2 separate regions of the Macaca mulatta genome follow, and region 1 is linked to region 2. The links are chromatin contacts, called in public Hi-C maps. All regions are on one chromosome and are shown on one strand. Each heading gives the region's core, a stretch centred on a gene start, on an enhancer-like site or on the middle of the called end of the contact. The rest is flanking DNA. Distances are from core to core; before and after follow the strand shown.

What was found. Hi-C and Micro-C count contacts between places; a contact is called where the count stands out from the background.
Region 1: a contact with region 2 is called in a Hi-C map of CD4 T cells, with 6 times the contacts expected there. The contact joins two enhancer-like sites. A contact is called at or near these places in 6 of 14 Hi-C or Micro-C datasets (CD4 T cells, blood, fetal cortex germinal zone and 2 more).

The regions. Positions count from the first base shown.
Region 1 is chr6:64,667,377-64,670,493 of T2T-MMU8v2.0, reverse strand. All of the region lies in intron 1 of MAP3K1 (mitogen-activated protein kinase kinase kinase 1), which reads right to left. Among named protein-coding and RNA genes, the nearest start is that of MAP3K1, 34 kb to the right of the region's middle. Within about 2 kb of position 1,608, at least 7 of the 40 cell types and tissues checked have an H3K27ac peak or open chromatin away from gene starts, as enhancers often do. A contact at or near this core is called in CD4 T cells, where this site is marked.
Region 2 is chr6:64,090,822-64,094,110 of T2T-MMU8v2.0, reverse strand. No RefSeq gene overlaps it. Among named protein-coding and RNA genes, the nearest start is that of ANKRD55, 52 kb to the right of the region's middle. Within about 2 kb of position 1,965, at least 11 of the 40 cell types and tissues checked have an H3K27ac peak or open chromatin away from gene starts, as enhancers often do. A contact at or near this core is called in CD4 T cells, where this site is marked.

The sequences.
Region 1 (3,117 bases), core at 359-2,858, 580 kb before region 2:
ACTGCAGGAAGAGTGGCGTTTAACAGGGAAACAGAGCAAGGTAGTAAGTAGAAACACTGAGACAGAAATAAGGGAGAAGAGAGAGAAATTAGAAGAAAGACAGGGATGAAGAAGTAACAAAAGCCAACCTAACACTTGTACCTGGGTCCCTTGATAAGCTGTTAGATGACGACAGCCACTTTTGTACCACCCTGGATAATGAATGACTAGTTCTCCAGGAGCCAAGTGTACAATGGAGGAAACTTCTTGGTGGATTCTTTAATTTGGAATGAAATAAATTTTAACCCATCTCTGTTCCCTGCAACATCAAAGAGTCTGACTGAAACATTAGTTCTACACAATGCCTGGCACACAGGGGACGTTTAATAAACACTTAAAAATAAGAATCCTGGCCGGGCGCAGTGGCTCACGCCTGTAATCCCAGCACTTTGAGAGGCCGAGGCAGGCAGATCACCTGAGTTTGGGAGTTCAAGACCAGCCTGACCAACATGGAGAAACCCCATCTCTACTAAAAATACAAAATTAGCCGGGTGTGGTGGCACATGCCTGTAATACCAGCTATTCGGGAGGCTGAGGCAGGAGAATCGTTTGAACCCAGGAGGGGGACGTTGTGGTGAGCCGGGATTGCGCCATTGCACTCCAGCCTGGGCAACAAGAGCAAAACTCCATCTCCAAAAAAATAAACAAAAATAATCCTACCAGTCTAATGTAATTTTTAAGTTATTAAATGGCTCATCTTTAGGAAGGAAATACTGTTTGTCAACAACTAGTGATAACGGAGAAATAACTGCCAGAGTGTCATCACAGAAAAATTATATTACATGCCAGACAATGGATTTGGTGCTTTACATGTATGAATTTACTGCACCCTTCCAGCAACCCTGTGAAGTCTTTTCTATCAGAGGCTTGGGGAGGCTAGGTTATGCGCAGGGTAACACAGTTTATAAGTGAAGGGCAGGGCTAGATTCAAACTCTCACAGGTTTGATTGAAGAGCCTGTGCTCTCTGCTGCTATGAGTGTTCACTGTCCAATCTGAGTTTGTTTTTACAAGAAGTCAGCACTTGTGCTGATACCTATATGATGATAATACAAAGAAGTTTTGTAAGTTTTTACAACAATGACTATTTGATTATAATAATTTAAAAAGCATATTAATTCTCTTCATTATTAGAGCATTTCATCGCAATAGAGGCAACTAAGACTCTAATGATCTTTCGTAGAAAGCCCTTCTGGAAGTCAATGAGATTCAACCTTAGTATAAATAAAGATTTCCATATCTTGATTCTCTTAGTGTCCAAGGAACTTCAAGGAACCCTAGAAAATACATTAGATTATTTGGGACAGGCACAATTCAGAGCTAACTAAAGTCTACTCATGAAGCCTTCATAGCAGAAGAAATTCACACGCTACCAAACTCATAAGCCATATTACTGAGGAAAGAGGAGAGCAACGGAGGACCCAGCTTCCGAAACAATCGTAGTCCACTGTGGAACCCTTAAAGTGTAAGGTTCCAGGTAAAGGGCAGGAGCAGGAATGACTTAACTGAGGGTAGGAGAGCATAACGAAACAGGAAGACTGATAGTTCCTTCCCACGGACAGGGCTAACAGCCACATGGGCTACTCAGTCAATTCTCCTGAGTAACTGAGGGTAGGAGAGCATAATGAAACAGGAAGACTGACGATTCCTTTCCATGGACAGGGCTAACAGCCACATGGGCTACTCAGTCAATTCTCTTGAGACACGGCTCTTACTACTCCATTTTACAGATGAGACAAAGGATACGGGAGGTTCAGTTACATGTTCAAGGTGATAAAGTCTGTATGCAAAAAACACTATGACTTACACTCAGAGGAGTGACTTCACAGTCTGTGTCTTCTAAGAACAAAAGGAAAATGAATATGTACAAGTACTTTTAATCTGTTGACCTAGATTGCAAACAAAACTAAAACCAAAACCAAACCATCTTTTATCTCAATACTAAGACAATTCTATTTTCCAGTAAGACAGTTTTTCCAGAGACTATACAGTCTTTGCCAACTGTTGGCCTATTCCTTCTTCTAAGCAAGGAGGATTAAATAAACCATTGGAAGGGGGAATCTTCCATCTTTATGTGATGCAACATTTATAACACAGGTAGGTTTACATAAGAAGTAACAATGTATAAAAATGGCTCACATTCTGAAAATTAGTTCCCACAAGATTTCATTCCAGGTTCTATTCAGTCAAGTTTGACCCTGAGAACTAAAGACGGCACAACTTCTATTTATTTATAACAAGAAACAGGCACTACTACTTTCATCTCCCCACAGGGTAAATATCCTCTCTTTAGCAGAACACAGGATTGATTCGTTCTTTTTAAGACAGAGAGCGTTTGGCTCTGACGCCTAGGTTGGAGTGCAGTGGCGCAATCTTGGCTCACTGCAACCTCCACTTCCCAGCTCAAGCAATCCTCCAGCGTCAGCCTCCTGAGTAGCTGGGACCACAGGCGCGAGCCACCACACCTGGCTCATTTTTTTGTACTTTTTGTACAGATGGGGTTTCTCCATGTTGTCCAGGCTGGTCTTGAACTCCTGAGCTCAAAGCAATCCACCCGCCTTGGCCTCCCAAAGTGCTAGAATTACAGGCATGAGCTACCACACCCGGCTGAAATCAGTTTTATAGTATGTTGAATCTGTATCAGAAATCTTTATCGGCGGAAAAACTATTTTAAGTATTGTGTGCAAACCTTCCTATTTAGGCCTTTGAGAGATATGGGCACAGAATTCACCCTCAAAAAGCTCATGTTCTGATTAACCACATCAACAGTTAAGTAATATGGAAGTCAAGTAACAAAGACAATAACACAACTAATTATAAACAATACATATAAGCAGTTTAATACCACCTTAGTGATTCTGATCGACTCATATTTATCATATATCCACATGGTCATGCACAATAAATCCATCTACCCTAAATCATGGATTAGTTTCCATTAAAACACCACTCCACTTGAGTTTTAAAATTAAAAGTATTATCCAGCACAATCATAGGATTTTGAAAACTAGAACACAGTACAGAAACATAAAATATATATAAAATATATATAAAATTAACCAAAATTAAAATAAGACAAT
Region 2 (3,289 bases), core at 716-3,215:
ATTACAATGACTTATTTCCTCAGCCCTCCTGCTCACTGCTTTTACTCCATCTTCCAAGCCCAGAGAGCTACCACCCCCATTTAGCCATCTTCCTTGCATGGCCAGAAACCCCATGCAGCCGATAATCTATTTGAAAACATTTCATTAATGATAAAAATACATATTGTGATCTAATGACTTAAACCTATTTCCTTTGCAGAAAGTGTTGCAAATGTTATAACACAGCAAACTCCTTGAATGTGTGTGTCTTCCAGTAATTTTGATAGACTGGCCAGAGTGAAAGTTAGTCCATGAATGTGATAGAGTGTTTTCTCTAAGAAAAGCTAACTTTATGCCTTTAAATCCATGAGTTGCACATGAACATGACATGAGCAAACACGTATTGTTCAATGGTTCCTGGTGGCCACTGTTTTTATTCTGGATTTTTGCTTCATAAAAATGATAAATCTGATGTTATAAACTTTCTAAGGAAGCTCACATTTTTCCTAATGCTCAAAATTGAAAGGAAAAAGGGGGCGCATGGCTTCAGGAGCCACTTAGCATTGCAGTTCAACTGTTAAAAATTACAAACAAAAATTTTATTTAATTTCTTGCTTGCCCTTAATAGGAAAGGCATCTTTACAGGATTGTTGATTATAGTGTCTGGAATGGTTCATACTGGAAGATCCTCTCAGCTAATCATACTCTGCTCCTTTTTCTTTTCACTAGATGCATTGTGGCCTGAACATGAACATACATGGTGCTAAGTAATTTTTTTTTTTTTCTTTTTGAGACAGGGTCTTGCTCTGTCACTCAGGCTGGAGTGCAGTGGCGCAATCATGGCTCACTGCAACCTTAAGGGCTCAAGTGATCTTCTTGCCTCAGCCTCCCAAGCAGCCGGTGTGTGCCACCACACCCAGCCAATTTTTTTTTATTTTTTTGTAGAGACGGGGTCCCACTATGTTGCCCAGACTAGTCTCAAACTCCTGGGCTCAAGAGATCCTCCCGCCTCACCCTTCCAAACTGTTGGGATTACAGGCATGAGCTACCAGGCCTGATCAGCTATTTATACCTTCTCTGACTCTTAAACCTGCCCTGGGGCCACTGGTGTACTCACTGTATTTAACAACCAGCTTTCTGGAGTGCTGCGGGGAGAAGGGTAGTCCTGATTTGCAGTAAATGGCCATTTTTGTAGCATAAATACTCCCACAGTGGCCAGCGTCAAGCTTCCAACACGACATCACTTCACTGGGGGCGAGGAAGAGATTACACAACTGGCTCTCATGAGCTTGTGTGAGCCACCTCCAGCCGTGTGTACCTATAAACCCACCAGACCCACCCACCCACTTAAGCATTGTCTCCGAACTGCCAGTGACTTAAAAAAAAGTTCTGTACACTAGAGAGATAAGGGTTCAGGAAACAGGCCATAGTCCTTGATTTCAGGTGCTCACATGCTTAATTCAGAGAGATGGCTGTCCTGTATCCATGATCAACAGAGAGGTTCTTGCTGGGAACAAGAGAAACGGGAAGAGAATAAGTGAAAGAAAAAATAAAATCAGCGAACTGTCTTGAAGTCAAAACTGAGCTTGCGGTAAAGCATATGGGATCAACCACCTCCTATGTTTTCACAGTTCTGCTCTGCCTGAAGGGAAGTGCCAGCTCCAAAGGAGGTCCAGCTGGTCTCCTGTGAGCAGGATTTGCAGGCTGAGGGTTAAAGGCACCCTAAGCCATGGAGCACCTCTGACCCCCACTGGCTGCTGTGATGCATTGCATCTCAGGGATGGCCAAGGCCCCTCAGTACATTGCCCTTTCCTAACCACAGGTGACCAGTTTCTCCTTCGATGTATTGTCAGGACTTTCCACCAAATGCCATCCATTTATCATCCATCTCCTTTGAGATATTTTCACTCTTTATCTACTTCTCCTCTGGGCTGGTAGATATTTCTAAGTCACTGTATAGTGCATGGATTTTATTTTCATTTTTGTTTGATCAGAAAATGAGTCAAGAGAAGATATGACGTTGTTGCATATGTAGTTGATTTTCATTTCTCTTTTTCTTGTCCTTTTGGTGACAAACACCAGGAACCGCTTCTTTTTGTAGAAGAAGTCCTTCACCACCTATTCTGTGTCATCATCTGAAGTGCATGCTGTCTTGTGGTCCCTTTGGTAGAGCAGGAGCACCACCCACAGCAACAAAACATGCCCTGAGTCTCTGGAGGGAGCCTGGGCAGTTAATGAAACCCAGGGCCAATGGACCACGAAGCCCAGTCCATAATTAGAGAGCTGCATCCGTTGCTCACACGCAAGTGTCTGATTCCATCGGTTCACTTTGGTATCTGTATGGCGTCTCTCTATTTGTATGATACCTTGGTAATCTGACTCATGAATTAGACCAGACCAAAGCAAGCTGAGGGAAAGGCAGAGTATGTGTGGGTAAGGAGCATGCCTTCCAATGGGTTTGCTCCAATCTCAGCAATCTCCACTGATTTCCAGCCTTGTTCTAAAAACAAAACATTAGTTGTACATTCCAGGTATTCCTCAAAGGAGTTATTTTTTTCCAGTACCCTGTATTAAATTAATTTTGATTTTGCGTCTAGTCTCACCACTTTAGATCATAACCTGAGTGTAACTTCCTTTTGCTGAGCAGGAATAGTCTTGCCTCTCTACGTATCACTTTCAAACATAAAATTCTGGGTTTCTTATTCTAAAGAATTGCTTTCTGCTCTTGTTTCTCATGGCCAGCAGAGGGACTCCAGAGTAACCCTCAGACAGAGTGTGAGGTTGGGCCACTTTGTGGTGGTGAAAGATCGCCCAGCTCTCTAGAGAAGAGACATTTAAACCTAGGGTTTCCCAGCACACATACAAAAGGCTTGAGAAATAAAGCCGGATCTCTCAGGACCACAGGTAACAATAATCTTTCCCTGGGGCTAAGAAGAGCTTTGTAATCACATCCACCCCAGCAGAGAGAAAGAAAGCAGGTTAGTGCTTCTTTTAAGAATTGTGAAAACTGAAGGAGAAAACAACCAGAACCCTGGATGGGAGCCATTATTCCTCGTTGACATCACAGCCCTCCAGAGCCGCGGAGAGGGGATATTTGGGAGACTAGGGACCAACTCAACCTTATTACGTTTTGTTGGCTGATAAACTTCACAAATGACCTAGTCATCACTGAAATTATTCAGTCACTTGTCACATTTTTCTCCTTTTTTTTCCCCCAGTCTTATAGACAATGAGCAAATTGTGTAGGAAATAAACTGTTTGCAACAGATGCCGGAGAGCGTGAGGAGAAATAGGCACACTTTTACACAGT